2 separate regions of the Salmo salar genome follow, and region 2 is linked to region 1. Evidence: chromatin contacts called from public Hi-C data. All regions are on one chromosome and are shown on one strand. Each heading gives the region's core, a stretch centred on a gene start, on an enhancer-like site or on the middle of the called end of the contact. The rest is flanking DNA. Distances are from core to core; before and after follow the strand shown. Region 1 has its middle 110 kb from the start of myc. Region 2 overlaps ergi3 (Endoplasmic reticulum-Golgi intermediate compartment protein 3).

Region 1 (3,741 bases), core at 789-3,288:
CTGTGTCTATGGAGAGAACAGCGTCACTTGCAGGTTCTTTCCGTCTCGTCGGGTAGGGTTAAAGGGACATTAAAAAAACACAATCAAACGATTGTTTTCAGATCTCCAAAGTAGTCTTAAGTTTACATGGTGCTTATCTTTACCATTTATTGCGGATTGTGGAATATACAGTAGCTGGGTCTACAAAACAGATGGGTTGGGACATGGATTTATTTAAACAGAATACTACTTTTAAAGGTATTAAAACATCTGATACATTTTGGAGTGTAACTTCACTTTAACTCTATCCAGAGCCAGTACAGTGGTGAAATCACAACCAGAAAGATTTTAGTCTTATGTAAACATAGAGAGTCAGGGATGTCATCAATTCTATATAAACTCCCGTAAATTGATCTGAATTCAATTCAGGCCTTGACAATTGCCAATTATAATTTACAATTTATCAGTTGTCAGTAATTGCCCAGACTTAAACCCATCGAACATGTCTGGAGAGAACTGAAAATAGCTTTGCAGCGAAGCTCCCCATCCAACCTGACAGAGCTTGAGAGTATCTGCAGAAAAGAATGGGAGAAACTCCCCAAATACAGGTGTGCCAAGCTTGGAGCATCATACCCAATAAGACTTGAGGCTGTAATCGCTGCCAAAGGCGCTTCAACAAAGTACTGAGTAAAGGGTCTGAATACTTATGTAAATGTGATATCAGTTTTTTTATTTTTAATGCAAACATGTTTTTACTTTGTCATTATGGGGTATCGTGTGTATATTGATGAGGGAAAAAAACTGTTTAATCAACTTCAGAATAAAGCTTTAATTTAACAAAATGTGGAAAAAGTCAAGGGGTCTGAAAACTTTCCGAATGCATTGTAAACTAATGGCGGTGTTGAATCATCAATGATACAGAACAATGTGGAAAACCGTTAATAAAGTGTCATGAAGCGTCGTGATTACAATGAACTACAGTCTCTTATAATCGGATAGTAAATCACTTTGGATAAGAATGTCTGTCTGCTAAATGACTAAAATGGCTTTGGGCTTCCTGCTCCTTTTTTCCTCCCCCCTCCCGTTTCAGTGGAAGAGCGGAGCTGCTTGGAAGAATGTCTCTGGCAGCTCTCCAGGGATTTGCATAAAGCTGGCGGGAAACAGTCCCTCCCTTTGTCAGAACTGTACGGCATGCAGGAATTCTTGCCCAGCTGCTATTTCCCCCCAGCGCTGGCGTCCTATTGGCTACGTCTTCGCGGGCTTTCTCCTGGACAAGACTGGCACAGTAAAGTGCAAAAGGGTCAGCATGGCCACTGCAACCCTCCTCAATCTTACAGTGCATATACAATAGGAAGCAGCATTGCGCAGTGAAACATTGTAAGCCATTCACTTTCAATGGAAGAAAAGTGAAACAAGTAGAGTGGGCAGGGGATCGATCAATGCGAGCATGGACGAGGGAGATCAACAGGTTGGGACTAAAGTTGGGGAAGTCTGAGCTTTATGCAAATCCTCCGCAATATAGCAACGCAATTGACCAATCAAAGCTTACCATAGCTTCCAGCCCCTACTGGATTTGCTGACAATCACTGTTGATATGTAGTGTTAGCTTGTTAGCACCGACATGAGGGAGAGGCTAACGTGGCTAGGCAAGTGCCGTTTGTATAGTGTAAACGCTCTGTTACGGTTGAAAACCGTTGCAAGATTAAGCAAGCACTGGGACAGAAACAAAGAAAAACAAAGAGATACCCAGTCTGGAATTTAACCGAAAAGGCTGGCAGATAGATAGATAGAGAGTCCTTTCAATGGCCAATTCTTTGTTTTTAACAAATCCTGTGTCTCATTGCTTTTTGGTCCACATTAATAAGAGTCATACTATAACTGCCACGGTTGAGTCATGGACGTGTTTGACAGTCAGAGAAAAGCAGGTACAGCTGGTACAGCATGATCTGTGACCCGATTAGCAGCCTTAAATGGTCACTTTTCAGCCGGACAGCCCCAGTAGTAAGCTGACAGCTCTTTAGGCTATGCGAATGCTCTGGCTGTATATCAGTGACCTGTTCCACAAAGTAATGCAGACAGAAGTACAAAACACCCCCAGACTAACATTGACGGCATCTAGTGGCTAAGACAAGACATGACACCAAAACAACACATTCCTTTATAAACAGACTTTTACTGTGCTTTGTCCACTCTTTTTAGAGTCTCCCTACAATCTAAGAAAACAGACATTTCAAAGGGCACACATTGGAGCTATTTTATGCAGGGGACATGCCAGAGCATATTTTCAGCTCTGTTTCAAGAGGAAGACCCCTCAGATGGCTTGGAGCAACACAAGGTGGCCAGTTACCATGGTGAGAGGGTGAACAGGCTGGGAGAGATTTGGCGGGAAGGTGCCAGCACAAAGTGTTGCCTTTGTTTACTTTGTTTTAGGACTGGAAGAGCCCAGAACGGTTTCCGTCCTGGTTCGTTCAGTCCACTGAACATTACACCGTTTTATCTGGTTGAGGAGATGTGGCCCGCCTCAATCATTTTATAGCATAAATCCCTTTTATTAAGCCTTGAGTGTCATTATAGAGCATGTGAAAAATGTTTTATTGCGCCATTGTGTGTCACGAAGTGAACAACTCTTGAAACGGTTCATCTTGTTTTATCTTGTGGGCCTATGCAAACTTAGAGAGAAATACATTGACAAGCAAACTTCATGAACTCCTCCTTTGTCACACTGGATACAGTGCAAGACAGACTAACTCCCTATCAGTCAAACATATCAAGACTGACTCACATATCAGAACAAACATTTTACAAATGGGTAATGTGCATACAACAGCGAAAACAAACAGCAGGGTACTCAAAAGAAATAAGGCGAATTATATGTGCTTTGGACCGACTCCAATGCAATCAGATCCTGATAAGTGTTGTAAACACTTTGAGAACATAAATGTTAAGACTAATAAGCCAAAATACTGCTTGGGTCAGCCAGTTGCCCTTGAACAGTCAAAATTGGCAGAGATCTTTTCATTGACTTAAAATACCAACTACCCCTCAGGTAAAATGAATCATGATCTGACACTGTCTCTTGTTCCTTGTAAAAGCTTGACAAACCACTGTTGGAGACAAAGGGGCTGCTGAATTCTACTGCATAGTAAATTGGAGGCAACATTTCTAGCTAACATAAGTTCAGATTCTTGGGCTCTCTCTGACATCCTTACCCTTCCTTTCCCCACATCTTAACTGATCCAATCTGGGCCACAGTCACTCTATCATCAATTATGGCTCACTGTGTGTACCGCTGCCAAGGCTTCTTCCAGTAAGAGGGTTAGCTTGCTCATCTGTTCCATCTGATCTGAGGTTGCTAGTGACTGTGCCATGACAAAGATAAGGATGACAACAGAAGCCAAAATACCCTCATCCGTTGCTTCCCTGTCCCAGTTAAGTTTATTCAGAAGTAAAATAAACATTGACTTTAAAATCTACTGCAATATACTCACAATAAAACATCAGTTCATATCACAAACAGGTCTACACAGAGTAATAAGGGGAGGTGGGGGGGAGGTCATTTGGACAATAAAGAGTCACAACAGAAGAATTTGACGACTGTGATTTTCAGACCCTGCCTGTCTGACTCATCACACACAGAGGGGACGGGGGGACGGGGGACGGGGGGGGCTTGTGCCCTTGTGAGAGCGTATCACCTCCCGACCCAGCTAACAACAAATGTTCACACAACTTTAGAGAACATTCCATTAAGAGTCTCATTAGGTA
Region 2 (3,867 bases), core at 1,152-3,651, 140 kb before region 1:
AAGGAGACCAGATGATGCAGTTTATTGTTCTTTTGTTGTGATTGCACATTTTGAGATCCAATTCAGGGGCCTGTGTTGTGTGTGGGGTTGAGGGAAAGTGTGTGTGTGAGCGCATGTGTACAGCCTATTTTGTGTGTATGGGAGAGATGTATTTATATTTTGAGAATCCTCAACGGTTTTTAAAATGACAAAATAAATGTTGAATTTCACCAGCCTGTAATGCAGTGATTTGTGACATTTTGTGTAGTGTCCTCTGTCCAATTCCTGTCCCAGGAACAACTGAGTAAATATACACTACCGTTCAAATGTTTGGGGTCACTTAGAAATGTCCTCGTTTTTTGTTTTTTTTTACAGAAAAGCACGTTTTTTCCATTTAAAATAACATATTGATCAGATAGTGTAGACATTGTTAATGTTGTACATTACTATTGTAACTGTAATCGGCTGATTTGTAATGGGAAACTTACATAGGTGTACTGAGGCCCATTATCAGCAACCAGCACTCCTGTGTTCCAATGGCATGTTAAACTTGGATTAGCTATCATTTAAAAGGCTAATTGATCATTCTGCATTTGTTAGCACAGCTGAAAACAGTTGTGCTGATTTTTAAAGAAGCAATAAAACTGTCCTCCTTTATACTAGTTAAGTATCTGGAGCATTGGCATTTATGGGTTCGATTACATGCTCAAAATGGCCAGAAACAAAACTTTCTTCTGAAACCTGTCAGTTTATACTTGTTCTGAGAAATGAAGGCTATTCCATGCGAGAAATTGCAAAGAAATTGAGGATCTCGTACAACACTGTGTACTACTCCCTTCACAGAACAGCAGAGAAACAGACACCTCACAAGTTCTCAACTGGCAGCGTCATTAAATAGTACCCGCGAAACACCAACGTCAACAGTGAAGAGGTGACTCCGGGATGCTGGCCTTCTAGGCAGAGTTCCTCTGTCCAGTGTCTGTTCTTTTGCCCAGTGTCTGTTCTTTTGCCCATCTTTTCTTTTTATTGGCCAGTTCTTTGCAACTGTCTAGAAGGCCAGCATCCCAGAGTCGCCTCTTCACTGTTGACGTTGGTGTTTTGCGGGTACTATTTAATGAAGCTGCCAGTTGAGGACTTGTGAGGCGTCTGTTTCTCAAACTAGACACTAATGTACTTGTCCTCTTGCTCAGTTGTGCACCGGGGCCTCCCACTCTTTCTGTTCTGGTTAGAGACAGTTTGCGCTTTTCTGTAAAGGGAGTAGTACACAGCGTTGTACGAGATCTTCAGTTTCTTTGCAATTTCTCGCATGGAATAGCCTTTGTTTCTGGCCATTTTGAGCCTGTAATTGAACCCACAAATGCAAACGCTCCAGATACTCAACTAGTCTAAAGAAAGCCAGTTTTATTGCTTCTTTAATCAGAACGATAGTTTTCAGCTGTGCTAACAAAATTGCAAAAGGGTTTTCTAATGATCAATTAGTCTTTTAAAATGACAAACTAGCTAACACGTGCCATTGGGACACAGGAGTGATGGTTGCTGATAATGGGCCTCTGTACGCCTATGTAGATATTCCATTAAAAATCATCCGTTTCCAGCTACAATAGTCATTTACAACATTAACAATGTCTATACTGTATTTTTTTATCAATTTGGTATTTTGGACAAAGAATTTGCTTTTATTTCAAAAACAAGGACATCTCTAAGTGACCCCAAACTTTTGAATGGTAGTATAGATCTGAGAGATCTTGAACACTTGAGAAATGAATGGTCTTTGTGAAACGTCTTTGTCCTTCATAGAATGAATGATGCTGTATATAGCTGAAGGGGACCACTTATTGATCACACATACTGAATTTGATACCATCACTTTTCTGGGTCTTGACAAATTGACTTAGTGTTGAAGTACTCATTATGAGAAAAAAATTGAAAACACTGAAGTCTATGTTGCCAAGGCACTGTACTGATGGAATGTCAGTGATAATATTTCTGCACTAGACTTCCTCCAAACTCATGTGGAATAGCTTTGGGATGAGGAGATTACAAACCAAATGATCACTGCACAGGTGACTATAGTGGCCTCCTTTCAATTACGTCTTTGTCAAAGTAGGCTACTGCTCAATATCCTGTCCAGTTGGTCTGAGGTGTAATGTTTCAGCCACAAGGGGGAGTCCCAGGTCTTGATATACTCATGAGTACACTAGTAATTGTCGTAATAACAGCTGAATAACATTGTGAGTAACTTCCTGTATATGTGTCACAGCCACGTATCTATGAGCCATTTTTCTCTTGAAAGCCATATTTTTATACAGAGCCTAATTTTGACACAATATGCCTGAGAAAGTGCATTATTCCTTAGTTACACTCAGACAATACTAATTTCCTGGGGAGTCTACAGCTGGTATTGCTTTTCCGTTGCTCTAACTCCCACATCCTGTCGACTGGATTGTGATGCAATCATCCACACAAGAGCATGAGGGGCACTAAGCAAACAGCTTTGAAAAGCTGCGGATGTTTTTTTTCCAGCTTAGTTGGGAGCCGTATGACCCAAAGTCTGGTGAAAGGAAAGGCCATGTCAGTGAATCTGGCTCATGCCTATCATGGCTGGCGTATTTGGACTGTGAGGGAGAATAGGCATGTCTACGGAAGGATTCAGTGAGCACTATTTCAAATGGACACTCAATGGGCAGTGGTTCGCCACATCTTTTGATATCTGAACCCCCAATCACATTTTGTTCTGCCCAAAGTACCCCCTCGTGTGCAACTGATCCTTCGACTTTATGAGTATTCCCATGTAGCCCCTGTGGTTAGGCCAGGTATCCCCAGGGGTACTAATATCCCAGGTTGAGAACTAGAGGACAGAGGAAGGAAGGGAAGGTATAAGCCTATGAAGTGTAGGGTTTTGCTGACTGTTAAAACTTTGACTTCTGTCACTTCCCTGTGACAGACACGAGACATCACTTTCACAGCTATGTTTCCCAATATCACACAGAGCAACTGAATACACTCGCAAAGAAAAAAATATGACAATTTCTTTGAACAGATGAGCAATGTATGGCCTACACTTAACATTAACACTAGGCTAAATGGGGCCTGGTGAATGAATGAAGATGTAAAGGTGCCTCTCCAGTTAGTTAGTCATACTCTTTTGTTTTCATTTAGGAAATGTAGAAGAAAATCCATGTTTCCTAAACCGGAAACACAGCATCTAGCTCCAGTGTTAAAGTTAAATAAATCAAATGTGCACTCAGTTGTACAACGATTCTTTACTGCAGGAGCAGTGCAAACGCTAGTACACTGTGGGCCAGTCATTTTTATAGTGGAGGTGATTGTGGCCTTCAGATGAACAACAACAAACGCCCTGCCTGGACGAGTGCTGCATATCAAGCGCTTACATCATTGGAAATCTATGACAAGGATTTGGATCTATGATGAGCATCGCTATGACAATAGATTTTCCAGGGGAATCAAATTGCATTTAAAGTGCTATTTGACTTTGGGCATCCTTGTAATCTATGAGGCTAATTTTGAATGAATCCCCAGATGGGGGAACTACACAAAGTGACCAGACCACAGATTATGCAGTCTTCACAACCTCTTCAAAACAAAGGGCAGTGGGTTCAAAGAGAGAGAGAAAAGACAGAGAGGTAGTGGGGGGTAAACATTTAAAAACAGCTTATCTACCCTTAATGCTCAATGCATTCCTCATTGATTGCAGTGTTGCATTGGGGGTCTTTCAGGGATGTAAGAGGGCATTCAGGCCAGAAATTAAACAATGGATGATACGAAGCTTTATTGATTGGCTAATCATCTTGGGTATGCGCATGAGTGGGGGAGAGAGTGGTGTTGGGGGAAAAACATACAACATTATAAAATCAATGTACACAAACA

What was found. A called contact is a pair of places that touch in the nucleus more often than the background predicts.
Region 2: a contact with region 1 is called in a Hi-C map of gill, with 3 times the contacts expected there. The contact joins two enhancer-like sites. A contact is called at or near these places in 2 of 3 Hi-C or Micro-C datasets (gill and muscle).

What each region holds. Positions count from the first base shown.
Region 1 is chrssa22:1,097,703-1,101,443 of Ssal_v3.1, reverse strand. No RefSeq gene overlaps it. Among protein-coding and RNA genes, the nearest start is that of myc, 110 kb to the left of the region's middle. Within about 2 kb of position 2,038, at least 4 of the 13 cell types and tissues checked have an H3K27ac peak or open chromatin away from gene starts, as enhancers often do. A contact at or near this core is called in gill, where this site is marked.
Region 2 is chrssa22:1,240,150-1,244,016 of Ssal_v3.1, reverse strand. ergi3 (Endoplasmic reticulum-Golgi intermediate compartment protein 3) reads left to right here. Exons shown (of 14, transcript NM_001165397.1): 14 at 1-217. Among protein-coding and RNA genes, the nearest start is that of LOC123729649, 9.8 kb to the left of the region's middle. Within about 2 kb of position 2,401, at least 5 of the 13 cell types and tissues checked have an H3K27ac peak or open chromatin away from gene starts, as enhancers often do. A contact at or near this core is called in gill, where this site is marked.